Linked DNA regions of Mus musculus: regions 1 and 2 are each linked to region 3. A link is a contact called in public Hi-C and HiChIP or PLAC-seq data. All regions are on one chromosome and are shown on one strand. Each heading gives the region's core, a stretch centred on a gene start, on an enhancer-like site or on the middle of the called end of the contact. The rest is flanking DNA. Distances are from core to core; before and after follow the strand shown.

What was found. HiChIP or PLAC-seq counts read pairs in DNA pulled down with a chosen protein or histone mark. A called contact is a pair of places that touch in the nucleus more often than the background predicts.
Region 1: a Hi-C map of the N1E-115 cell line shows a contact between it and region 3, with 2.6 times the contacts expected there. The contact joins two enhancer-like sites. A contact is called at or near these places in 1 of 15 datasets of contacts at CTCF or cohesin (large pre-B cells), 3 of 484 Hi-C or Micro-C datasets (the N1E-115 cell line, bone marrow-derived macrophages and embryonic stem cells), 10 of 115 datasets of contacts at active chromatin or transcription factors (T-cell acute lymphoblastic leukemia, bone marrow-derived macrophages, embryonic basal ganglia and 5 more) and 3 of 9 other capture datasets (adipose tissue, embryonic stem cells and liver).
Region 2: a CTCF HiChIP or PLAC-seq map of CD8 T cells shows a contact between it and region 3, with 5 read pairs. The contact joins two enhancer-like sites. A contact is called at or near these places in 3 of 15 datasets of contacts at CTCF or cohesin (CD8 T cells, the NIH/3T3 cell line and large pre-B cells), 26 of 484 Hi-C or Micro-C datasets (B cells, the C2C12 cell line, CD4 T cells and 17 more) and 17 of 115 datasets of contacts at active chromatin or transcription factors (CD4 single positive thymocytes, the NIH/3T3 cell line, SST interneurons and 11 more).

What each region holds. Positions count from the first base shown.
Region 1 is chr11:69,471,447-69,475,399 of GRCm38.p6, forward strand. Dnah2 (dynein, axonemal, heavy chain 2) reads right to left here. Exons shown (of 86, transcript NM_001081330.1): 37 at 2,754-2,881; 38 at 2,274-2,426; 39 at 1,906-2,031. Among named protein-coding and RNA genes, the nearest start is that of Kdm6b, 57 kb to the left of the region's middle. Within about 2 kb of position 1,430, at least 71 of the 459 cell types and tissues checked have an H3K27ac peak or open chromatin away from gene starts, as enhancers often do. A contact at or near this core is called in the N1E-115 cell line and T-cell acute lymphoblastic leukemia, where this site is marked.
Region 2 is chr11:69,489,749-69,493,441 of GRCm38.p6, forward strand. Dnah2 (dynein, axonemal, heavy chain 2) reads right to left here. Exons shown (of 86, transcript NM_001081330.1): 19 at 3,357-3,557; 20 at 2,908-3,064; 21 at 2,372-2,546; 22 at 1,755-1,918. Among named protein-coding and RNA genes, the nearest start is that of Dnah2, 58 kb to the right of the region's middle. Within about 2 kb of position 2,138, at least 16 of the 459 cell types and tissues checked have an H3K27ac peak or open chromatin away from gene starts, as enhancers often do. A contact at or near this core is called in CD8 T cells and regulatory T cells, where this site is marked.
Region 3 is chr11:69,264,640-69,268,364 of GRCm38.p6, forward strand. No RefSeq gene overlaps it. Among named protein-coding and RNA genes, the nearest start is that of Gm40039, 4.4 kb to the left of the region's middle. Within about 2 kb of position 1,837, at least 104 of the 459 cell types and tissues checked have an H3K27ac peak or open chromatin away from gene starts, as enhancers often do. A contact at or near this core is called in CD8 T cells, the N1E-115 cell line, T-cell acute lymphoblastic leukemia and 1 more, where this site is marked.

The sequences.
Region 1 (3,953 bases), core at 180-2,679, 210 kb after region 3:
GGCGACAGTGCACTTGGGATCTTTATGCCATGTCCCTGTCATTCTTCTTGGGTCAGAAGAATTCCCCGGAGAGAATGAATACTTTCACTTGCCTGTCTGGATGCCTCAATTCTTTAAGCCGAGAGATGAAAGAAAGCATCTAGTCTGCAAACGTTCCCTCAGTACTGGTTAATCTGACTCATTCCTCTCCTGCCTGCTGTTCCTCAGGCTCGACACCTCTACTCAGCAGGGGAGGCTCTGTCACCCGGGGCCATTAAGACACCAGATCTTAGAGATACAGCTCCTTTCTTCTCCTGGGACAGAGTCCTGTTACACAACTCTAGCTGGCTTCAGCGAACAGCTCCTTTTCCCAACCTCCATCCGCAGCGGTCAGGCTGGTGCTGCCTTCAGGGCTCTTCTGGACTGAGCTCCTCCAGAAGCCATTCTTCCCTTTGCTCCCACCAGTCGCCTGGGGGCACTGACAACGGACACCCCCTTCTCCTGCCCTGCAGGTGAAGCTTGAGACTTTACACCATAGAGTGAATGCTGACTGTGGACAGCGTGAGGCTGAGCTGAAGAGACTGCAGGAATCCTTTGACCCCCTCCCTGCCACCACCAGGGCTTGGACAAGCACAGATCTTCCTAGGTTGTAAGTTGTCCTTCCCATCAGTTGATGGGGAGGGTGAGTCCCTGTAGCCTGACTTCTATAACAGTGGGCTTTACGTTGTTCCACCTTCAGGCTTGGGCTGCTTGCCTTCCAACTCCTGGTGCCTTAGACTGACAAAATTCCACGGCAGGAAAACAGCATTGGAACCTACTTGCCTCACAAAGTCCCTTCACTCACTGTCACCACACCAAGGCCCCTAGAATTCTTGCCATCTAAGCAATGTAATAAAAAAGGACATATTTCTTTGAATTTTTTAATCCAGCATTTAGCAGTTTCAACTGAAAGGACAGCTCAGAGTGTGTGGACGAACACGAGGAGGGGACGCCTCTGCCCCTCCTCTGTTCCTCTGCTCTCACACACCACAGAGCTCCCAGAGACTCTCTTCAAAGTTCCCACCATGAGGACAGGAGGCGAGGTGGGCGAGGGCTAGTGGATCCAGTCAGGGTAGCTGGGCTTTCAGTGATTTCAAGGATCTGCTGAGTTGAAGTTACCTGAGCCCGACATGGTGACCCATGGTGAGGCAGTAGGCCAATCAACCCCTGTTAGCAGGAGGCCAGCCTGGTCTATATAGGGAGTTCCGGGTGGGTCAGCCAGGGTTACATAGTAACACCCCACCTCTAAATTAATTAATTAAGTAGGAAAGTAAGTAAGTAAGTAAGTGTCGGTGAGCCAGGACTCCAGAAGGAGATGAGTCAGAGAGGAAGCTGTTTGTGTGGGTCCTAGGTGGAGCCAACTGTGTCATTCAAAGTCACACCTAATGAGTGACAGAAGTTCAGGACAGTCACACTTCCTGTTCTCAGATGCACAGTTACTCATGAAATCAGGGAGCCTGATAAAGAGTAAATACTGAGCCAGCAAGAGGGAGCAGCGAGTAAAGGCACCTGCAGCCATTCCTGACGATCCAACTCTGATCCCGGGGACCCAGCTGGTGGGAGGAGAGAACCGGTTCCTGTAAACTGTCCTCTGACCTCCACATAGACACACACAACTCAAAATAACGTTCTTTTTCAAAGGAGGTGGGGCTGGGCTGGAGAGATGGCTCAGCGGTTAAGAGCACTGGCTGCTCTTCCAGAGGTCCTGAGTTCAATTCCTAGCAACCACATGGTGGTTCACAACCATCTGTAATGGGAACTGATGCCCTCTTCTGGTGTGTCTGAAAATCCTGCGACAGTGTACTCACATACATTAAATTAATAATAATAATAATAATAATAATAAATCTTAAAATAAATAAGTAAAAGAGATGGGGGAGCAAGCACCTTGCCATAGTCAATGACCGGGAGCTCGATGTTGGGGAAGAGGTCCTGCACAATAGCATTGAACAATGGGACATCCACTGACGTCAGCTTGGCGATGTTCATGTCTCTCATGGAGAGCAGCAGAACCTGTGGGGTTAAAGGGAGACCTAAGGACGATGGATATGCCAGAGTCAGTCCTCAGCAACACAACAGGGACAATCATGCGAGCCAGGGGGCAAAGCATGAGGTGGTGGGGAGGGCAGGGGTAGAGGCGTGCATGGAATACCGCTATCTGGAGAAGGAAAAGAAAGGCTGGAAAATGTTCCTGAAGACATCATCAGACCAGAGACAAAGGAGGCAAAGATCCGAGGGCCATGAGTTTGGCCTACCTCTTCATCAGACAGATCTGGCTGTAGGCGACGCTTCTTGCCAGCATAGCGCAACAGGGAAGTGAGGGCGCGCAGGCCGAAGTCGTAGTGGTCCTGTCTGGAGAGCTGCTGCACAGCCAGTGAGTACAGTGTGTACACCTTCTTGGCCAGGATCTGGGAACCGTGCAGAGGAGACAACAGCTCACCTCCCACAACTCCCCTTTAGGGACACTTGTAGACACTAGAACCTAGGTCAGGGACTTGAAACATCTAGGAAGTGCTCTGAACAATTGTAGGAGATCTTGTGGGCTGTGCTATTATTGGTTAGTGGCTTCACGGAAGTCAGACACCCCACCACCCATCTGTCCGTCTATACTCCTCTGGCTTCAGATCCCACTAACAGAACTCTAAGCTCCCGGTAGGATAAACAGATTGTGAGGCCTTCAGGGGCTCCTCTTTCCATGGAACAACAATAAAATAAGGAATAGATTATCAGAATACCTTGCAGTTGCCAAAGCCCTCCCCAAAGAGAATGATTTCCGCAATAAGCGTAGAATCAGGCACCACCATGGCAATTGGGCGGAACATGGACTTTAGGTTCTCTGGAAGCTCTGTGCGGCCGGCATAGCCTGGAGACGAAGCCGTCTGTTTAGAACCGGGTTTCCCTGTCCTCAATCGGTCTCTCAAGTGTCCCACTTACCCAACTTTTACCCTGCCCTTAACTTTCTCCCCAGCCCCAGCTCCAAGATGGAGTCCTTCCTCATCCCAGCCCTGACTCCCTATTCATCCTGTCTTCTTCCTTCAGAGGTGCTCTCATTATGTTTCGCATGGCCCTGTTTTCAACTGAAACCACAGAGCTGCTGAGTTCTATGTGGAGCCCACATGAGCCCTGTAGAACTCACAGCTGTAGCTATGATGCTTCCCTAAGGGTGTTCTCTCCTAGACACTTCCCCCAAAGCTGTTCCTAGGGGGCAGCTAGGCAACTGAAAACCCCATACATTAGGGAGACTCCCATATTCCAAAAGGGATAGAAGGCAGAGCAGGGAGCTAGCCCATTGGGAAACTTGGCTCAGCCTTAAAAGACTAGGCTTCCATAGCGACAAGTAGGTGTTTCTCGAGCCCTTGGGGAGGACAGGAAGTCTACTTCCTCCTCTCCTTGTGTCTTCTCTTCTGCCGTGGCTGTAATTTGGATCTGAAGTGTCCCTTAAAGGCTTTGTTCCTCAAGCAGCAGGTCCAGAGGCGGAGCCTGCTGGAAGTGATTAGATAACGAGGGTCTGGACCTCATCAGAGGATGTCTCACAGACCAAAAGCTACAGAAACTTTAGAAGGTGTGGCCTACTTGAAAGAAGTCAATCACTGGAGTAAACCCATGAACCAACAAATGTCTCCCTCCTTTCTGTCTCTCTCTTTGTCCTTCCTTCTCCCATCTATGCCTATCCCTCCCTCTCTCCCTCCCTCCGCCTCTTTTCTCCCTGGTCATCCGGAGCCGCCCTATTCTCCCTGACCACCAGGACAGCCTGCCTTGCCCTCGCCAACAGTTGTCCATGGCAGAGACCATGGAACCAAAGCTCCCCTTTCCTCCTTTAAGCTAAATACTCCTTGGGGATTTTGGCACATTAATAGACCACAGATGAACACAGTCATCTTTAGTTAAATACTTCTTAGATAAAGGCTTTGGTGCAGAGAGGGAAAAAGGACACA
Region 2 (3,693 bases), core at 888-3,387, 230 kb after region 3:
GAGTTGGAGATCTGAAGAGCGCTTTGACATCAGACATGGAGATGCCGAGATGGAGGTGGCCCTGCTGGCTTTCTGGCATGGTGTCCTTTGGTCCCTTATTTCCTCACCATGCTCCCTTCCCTCCACTTTGAAATGGAAATGGATATTCTATGCCACTGTATGTTGGAAGTATGTGATCAACTTTTTAAAAAAAAAAAGATCTATTTATTTATTTATTTTATATATGTGAGTACACCGTAGCTGTCTTCAGACACACCAGAAGAGGGCATCCGATCCCATTACAGATGGTTGTGAGCCACCATGTGGCTGCTGGGAATTGAACTCAGGACCTCTGGTAGAGCAGTCAGTGCTCTTAATTGCTAAGCCATCTCTCCAGCACCCTGTGATCCACTTTTTTTGTTTTTTTGTTTTTCGAGACAGGGTTTCTCTGTGTAGCCCTGGCTGTCCTGGAACTCACTCTGTAGACCAGGCTGGCCTCGAACTCAGAAATCTGCCTGTCTCTGCCTCCCGAGTGCTGGGATTAAAGGTGTGTGCCACCATGCCGGGCGTGATCCACTTTTTGACTGTGATTTTGCTGGGAGTTACAGTTTAGAGATTGCCATGAGTCTCAAAAGAGGCTTTAAACTTTGGAATTTTGAAACAGTGTTGAGGCTGTTACAATGTGAAATTCTGAAGTTGGACTGAATGCATTTTTTTGTATTATGCTCTATCTACAGGCCTAATTGGGGGGGGGGGGCGTCAGGGAGTGGAATGTGGGGGTTAAAGCAAGCATGGTTCCCATGGGCTCATATGCTTAGTCATCAGGAAGTGACACTACTTGGGAAGGATGAGGAGGCGTGGCCTGGCTGGAGGAAGTGTGGGCTTTGAGGTTTCACAAGCCTCAGTGGGCCCAGGGGCTCTCTCTCAAGTTCTGATGGTTGTGGGTCTGGATGTAGGAATCTCAGCTACTTCTCCAGGGCCATGTTTGTCTGCATGCTGCCATGCTCCCTATAGTCTCTGAAACTGTAACCAGCCCTCAATTAAATGCTTTATTTTATAAGAGTTGTCCTGGTCATGATGTCTCTTCACAGCAACAGAATACTAAGACAGCAGCCAGCACTCTTTACACTCCATGTGGGGTGTGTGTGTGTGTGTGTGTGTGTGTGTGTGTGTGTGTGTGTGTGCAGGTGCATGTGTGTCACTGTGCACATGTGGAAGTCAGATCACAGCCTTATGAAGTCCATTTTTGCCCTCTACCTCTACAGCTAGGCTTGGACAGCAAGCAACACCTGAGCCATCTCAGCTACTCTGTGACCTCAGCTACCCCGTGGTCTCAGCTACCCAGTGATCTCAGCTACCCCATGGAAATGTTTTGAAATGAGAGTCAGAGGTGACAGCTGCACAGCACTATGAATAACCTCGGTGCCACTAAACTGTGGGAAATACTTGGGCTAGTGTGTGAATTTTATCTCAGTTTAAAAAAAAACAAACAAAAACATGGGGCAGTGGTGGCCTGTGACTTTACTTCCAGCACTTGGGAAGTAGAGGCAGGTGGATTTCTGTGAGTTTAAAGCCAGCCTGGTCCACAAAGCAAGCTCCAGGACAGCCCAGACTACATAGAGAAACCCTGTCTCAAAAACAAAAACAAAACAAACAAAACTCACAAAGCTGCTAACTAACGTATCAGCCTGGTCCTAGCCATTCCCGGGCCCTGAGAAGTGTCCTATCCCTGTTATTTATCCCTGGTTTCTACGGGGCCCCACTCAGCCCAGCACCTTCTCCAGGATCTGGAGGTCCTTGGAGACCGGCTGCTCGATCTTGAAGATGCCCAGATTGGAGCGGAGGTTGTTCTCCTCGTCCCGCATGGCCATCAGCATGGCGCGCATCTGTGCGATCTGATCCAGTGCAGCCGTGTGGCCCACGGTGCTGGTAAACGGCCCTGCAGGAAGCCAAGGTGTGGCTCAGACACACCACCACCCCCCCCCCACCCCCCACCCCCCCCTGCTCAGGTCCACGGCCTCTTGAAAGGCCAGCCTGTGGCTCCCTCAACTAAGTGGGCAAATTCCACTGTTGCCCTCACAGGAGAGAGGAAAGGGAAGGAGGGAGTGTGTGGGGTTGTCTTAGGGAAGGTCACCAAATCTGGACTGCAAAGGTGGAGGGCAGGAAGTCAAAGTAAGAACACTTCCGGCCCAGCCCTCCCAACCAGAAACCCACAGCTCTGGTGAGCTCATCCCACATTGCCCAGTAGCTTTTTCCCTTCGCTGGGCTGCCCACCGGGACTTCTGGTGTGCCGGGCCATGTCCCCGTCTGTTTTCACCTTCCCCAAGACATTTTAAAGGCTGAGTGCCCAAAGCCAAGACTAAAGGAGGGAGAGCGGTGGAGTAAGGCAAACCTTTGAACTCAAAGTCTTCTAGAAGGTTGTGTGCCTTCTTCTTGAAGTCATCGGCGGCATGGATAAGGCCTGTCTTGAACTTCTCCTTGTGTTTCTTCAGCATCTGCTCGCTATCCAGCAGGATTTGTTGGAAGGTGAGCCACTCCCCATTGAGGCTCTCCAGCATCTCCAGGACCTGGGAGGAACAGAAGGGAGGATGACCCACATGGAGCAGGCCTCTCCCCACTGAGACTAGGCTTCCAGGGCGTCACATATGCTGGGCAACACTTGGCCCCCACCCCCACCCCACTCTCCATTCACTGGGCCCGACTCTTCATAAATAGGCTCTGTGTGCGTGATCGATCCCCTAGAAACTAATCTCAAGTTGCTGGGGCCTAAAAGAAGGTCATCAACGGATGGGGAGCAGCATCATTTGAGTTAGACTGGGTCCTCTGGAGTTCTGCACCTCTCTCACTTCTCTGGACAAGGTCCTCCACCGGCTGTCACCACTGCTTTATGCTTGAGACTGGGGTGGACCAAACACCTCGGGAACTTACAGTGTCCGGAACTGGCACCTCATACTTCTCCAAAATGGTAAACTGCTCGTGAATGGGGGGGATCTGAGTCTCCAGGTTGGGTAGGTCATGCTGCAGGGTGTCCATGAGCTGCAGGCTGACCCCTAGCTCCTCCAGCGTCTGGGGAGGGTGGCTGATTCTAAAAGTCAGGAAAGAAAGGATTAGGTAAAAAGCACATCCCCAGACACGTGCATGCACACACATGCGTGCACACACACGCACAGGCAAATGCACAGGTGCATACACACACATACCTGTACATACACACATGCACACACACAGAGGCACATGCACACATGCACACACACACGCACACATACAGGCACACACACAGGCACACACACCTGCATGCACATGCGCACACACCTGCACACACAAATCACACACACTCACACATGCCCCCATGCCCGTGTGTCCCAGGCAATCCTTACTTTTCAGCATTGTCCTTGAGGTAGGAGTGCAGGTCCGCAAGGCGCCCAGCTGCCATCTCCTTGAGCAGGGTTGTGAACTTGTTCTGCCACTCGTTGCAGTGCTGCACCAGCGAGAACTTGAGGTGAGAGCAGTCCAGCATCACGAACTGGATGTTGAGGACCGTCTCTTCCTTCTGCACATTGTTCGCCACCTCCGTGTAGCTGTGAGGCCACACATCTGTTAGGCGGGCTTTACTCCCCCACGGGTGACCCCAACACCACGGCTCCACTCTTTTCCTTCCACTCAAACCTGCAGTCCTAGCTGGTTCTGTTGCCAGGTATCACCCACACCAAGCGG
Region 3 (3,725 bases), core at 587-3,086:
TGAGGTGTATCATCTGTTTCATCTTTCATCTTTCCCAAACCCCATGTTTTCCTGAGTTCGTATGGCTTGCCTAACTATAAAACTAATTTTAAAAATCTATATGGTTTGAATTTGAAAGTTTGATTCCAGCTCACATTTTGGACCCCTGCTTACCTGTTGGTGGTAATGTTTTTGAAGGCTGTAGACCAACTTTAGGAGGTAGGACCTAGATGTAGGTCACTGAAGGTGGGTTTTGGGGGGAGAAGGAGTATTAAGATAGGATCTCTACACAGCCCTGGCTGTCTTGGAACTTACTCTGTAGACCAGGCTTGTCTCGAACTCACAGACATCCATCCACTTGTCTCTGCCTCCCAAGTGCTGGAGGTCCCAAAGTCCTGTGCCACTGTGCTTGGCAGGAGTGGACTTTTGAAACAAACACCAGCAACTCCTCAAAAACTTGGTTAGTTACATAAAATGCAGAATTCTCCATCATGCGGCCAGTCTGTTCCTCTTGCCTTCTGCCTTACACCTGAGTGGATGAACTGACCCCCTTGGCTCCACAAAACTTCTGAGTCTGACTAGGAAGTGGGAGAATAGCTCTTGTGTTCCATCACTGTAGTGCACGGTCATTTAACAAGGGCCACTCTCAGCCAGGCGTGGTGGCGCACGCCTTTAATCCCAGCACTCAGGAGGCAGAGGCAGGCGGATTTCTGAGTTCGAGGCCAGCCTGGTCTACAAAGTGAGTTCCAGGGCAGCCAGGGCTATACAGAGAAACCCTGTCTCGAAAGAACCAAAAAAAAAAAAAAAAAAAAAAAGAAAAGAAAGAAAGAAAAGAAAACAAAAACAAACCAAGGGCCACTCTCTGAAGATGGCAGGACCAAATCTAGTGCAGAAAAGACCTCTTGTAGCTGTAGTCTAGAGACGCTGCAGCTCTGATTGGCTGTTACTCCATCCAGAAAAGAGGTCGGTTTCCTCACGTGATGAAGCCTGACCCCGTCACGTGATGAAGCCGGACCCTGGCTCCAGGCGTTATCCTCACCCTGTGTACTGTGGGTCCTCTGGTAAGTGAGTCTGTGTGTTCTTTTCTCGAGTCTTACTCTTGGGAACTATGTGAAAAATAAATAATTTTAATAACCACAGAACTAGGCTGGCTCAGTGGTTAAGAGCGCTGGCTGTTCTTCCAGAGGACCAGGATTCTATTCCTAATATCCACGTGGTGGCTTACAACCATCTGTAACTCCAGTTCCAGGGAATCTGACATCTTCTTCTGGTCTCCCTGGGCATCAAGCACTTGTGTGGTGCACAGATACACATATAGGCAAAGAACACATACATAATTTTTAAAATGTTAAATACAGAACTATGGGCTGCGATGTGTCTGCGGCAGAGCCTAGTATCACCCCAGGTTCCATCCTAGACCCCAAAACAAATCCTCTTGCTAAGGCCACTTCCATAATGTGTTGAGTTCTATGCCTCCAGCTGTGGGGGAGGGGTTTCCAGAAATGCTCTCTGCCTTGTAATTCCCTAGTGTTTTCCCAATTCCCAGAGGGCAAGTTCAACCCCACTATCTGCAGACCATCTCTCTGTCTTGGGAAATTTTAAAAACTAAAAAAAAAAAAAAAAAAGATGTATATCTTTAAGAATCACATTGCTGTAAAAGGACGGCATGGAACAGCAATTCCTCCCCTGTCTTCTCTCTTTCCTCTTCCAGTAAAAGAGACATTTCCCCCAAGTGTGCGCTCTGCCCCGCCCCCTCCTTTCTGTTGAAGAGGCAGCGAGCAAGCGCATCCTCTCTCCTCCCGCACCTGCAGTACTCAGTAATGGCCGCCTAGGAACTCAAATCAGTACACAGACTTCTTCCTCCTCCCCCACCCCCACACTCTGTATTATATTTAGTCCACCATGTGACTTACACATAGGCAGTCTCCCAGGATCCGGCACTTGGGTTGTTTTCACTGTGGCTGTGAGCGTCTCAGAGGTTTTCTGTCATGCTGCATAGATAAGCGAGTACCTTACAGTGTGTGCTTGTGCTGTCAAGGGGGAAGTGCAAGGTTATCAGGTTCTCTCAAATGACCATCGGAGTATGATGTCCAACCTTGGATCTGGGGTTCTTTGCCAGTCTATTAAGTAGGGAAAAATGGCATTACTGGTTTTTATCTTACATTTCTCTCTGAGTTTGTATTTCACTTCTGTTCATGTGTTTAAAAGTTCTTTAGTATTTATCTCCTCCCTCACCGTGTGTGTGCATGTCTGTCTGTTTGTCTGTCTGTGTCTAGATCCCTTCTTCTACAGTGTGGGTCCTAGAGGTCCAATTCAAGTCATAGGGCATGTTCTTACCCACTGAGCTATCCCCCTGGCCATTATTATTTTTTAAAAAGATACTGTTTATTCAATGTATATGAGTACACTGCAGCTGTCTTCAGACACACCAGAAGAGGGCATCAGACCCCATTACAGATGGTGGTAAGCCACCATGTAGTTGCTGGGAGTTGAACTCAGGACCTCTGGAGAAGCAATCAGTGCTTTTAACCACTGAGCCACCTCTCCAGCACTATTACTATTATTATTAACAACAGGGTCTCTCTATGTTGCCTAAGCTAATCTTGAACTCACAAGAGTTCCTTCTGCCTCTGAATGCTGGATTAAAGGTGTGCACTGTCATGCCCAGCCTAAGGTTTTTGTCTATTGTACTAAATTTAGTCATTTTATTTAATTTCTGGGTTTTTTGTTTGTTTGGTTGGTTGGTTGGTTTTTGGGTTTTGGAGGTGTTTTTGTTTTTTGTTTTCTGTTGTTTGGCTTTGTTTTGTTTTTAATTTACAAACAACGTGCCCTTGTAAAGATCTGCGTGACCACTAGAGGGGGAAACGACTCCAAGTTTAACAGAGGCAGCACCTCCCAACCTCGACCTTTCTCATCAAGTGTTAAGACTTTTCTTCTAGCCTCACTGTGTGTGACTGGGCACAAAGGCTTCTGCCCATACGGATTGCACACACTGGTGCCACAGCTCCCTCCTGGGTCCTGATGACCCTTCCCATGCCCTGTGAATACCTGGTAACTGAGCCGTGTGGGTCCTTCCTTTGCGGTCTCTGTACTTGGCTTGGACCCTGGGTGGTCAGGTCCTTTAGGAGTCTCTTCCTCGACCGCTCCTGCCTCTCGCTCAGACTCAGGGACTCTGAAGTCCATCTCATCCCCAGGCAGCTATCGACCGCCTGTCATGTCTGCTGCTTAAGCCACCGTTAGCCGGCTTCCTACACTTGACCTCTAATTGAATTTCCTTGGAAACTCAGTGACAAGATTGATTCCGCCTAATTGAGTCAGAGATGGACTCTGGGTGCCATTCATACTGTCCGTGTCTGCCTGGGGCTCTCTGGGCTGAGGCCCCCAGACTCTCACCATCTTCATCTCAGTAAGGAACCTTTTACTTTAAAGGATCCTGCGGCTCTTTTTGGGGGGAGGCAGGGATAGGGAGGCAGGCCTCAGTGATCAGAGGACAGGAGATGCTTGTTTCTAAATTTGCTTTGTGTTCTTGTTCAGGTGCAATTCTGAGGGAAACAAAACAACCCCAGACCAGAGCGGAAGTCCTGGCTTGCTCAAAAGCAAGTTCAGAGATGAGTACAATGTACAATGTCGTCTGGCTTCTAGGAAGTCGGCGACTTAAACTTTTCTTCTTCTCCTTCAGTGTTCCTGGTATGACTCAGTAACGCAAAGGCAAGTGAGGGAAATGTGGGGGCTGCTGGGCTGTCGAT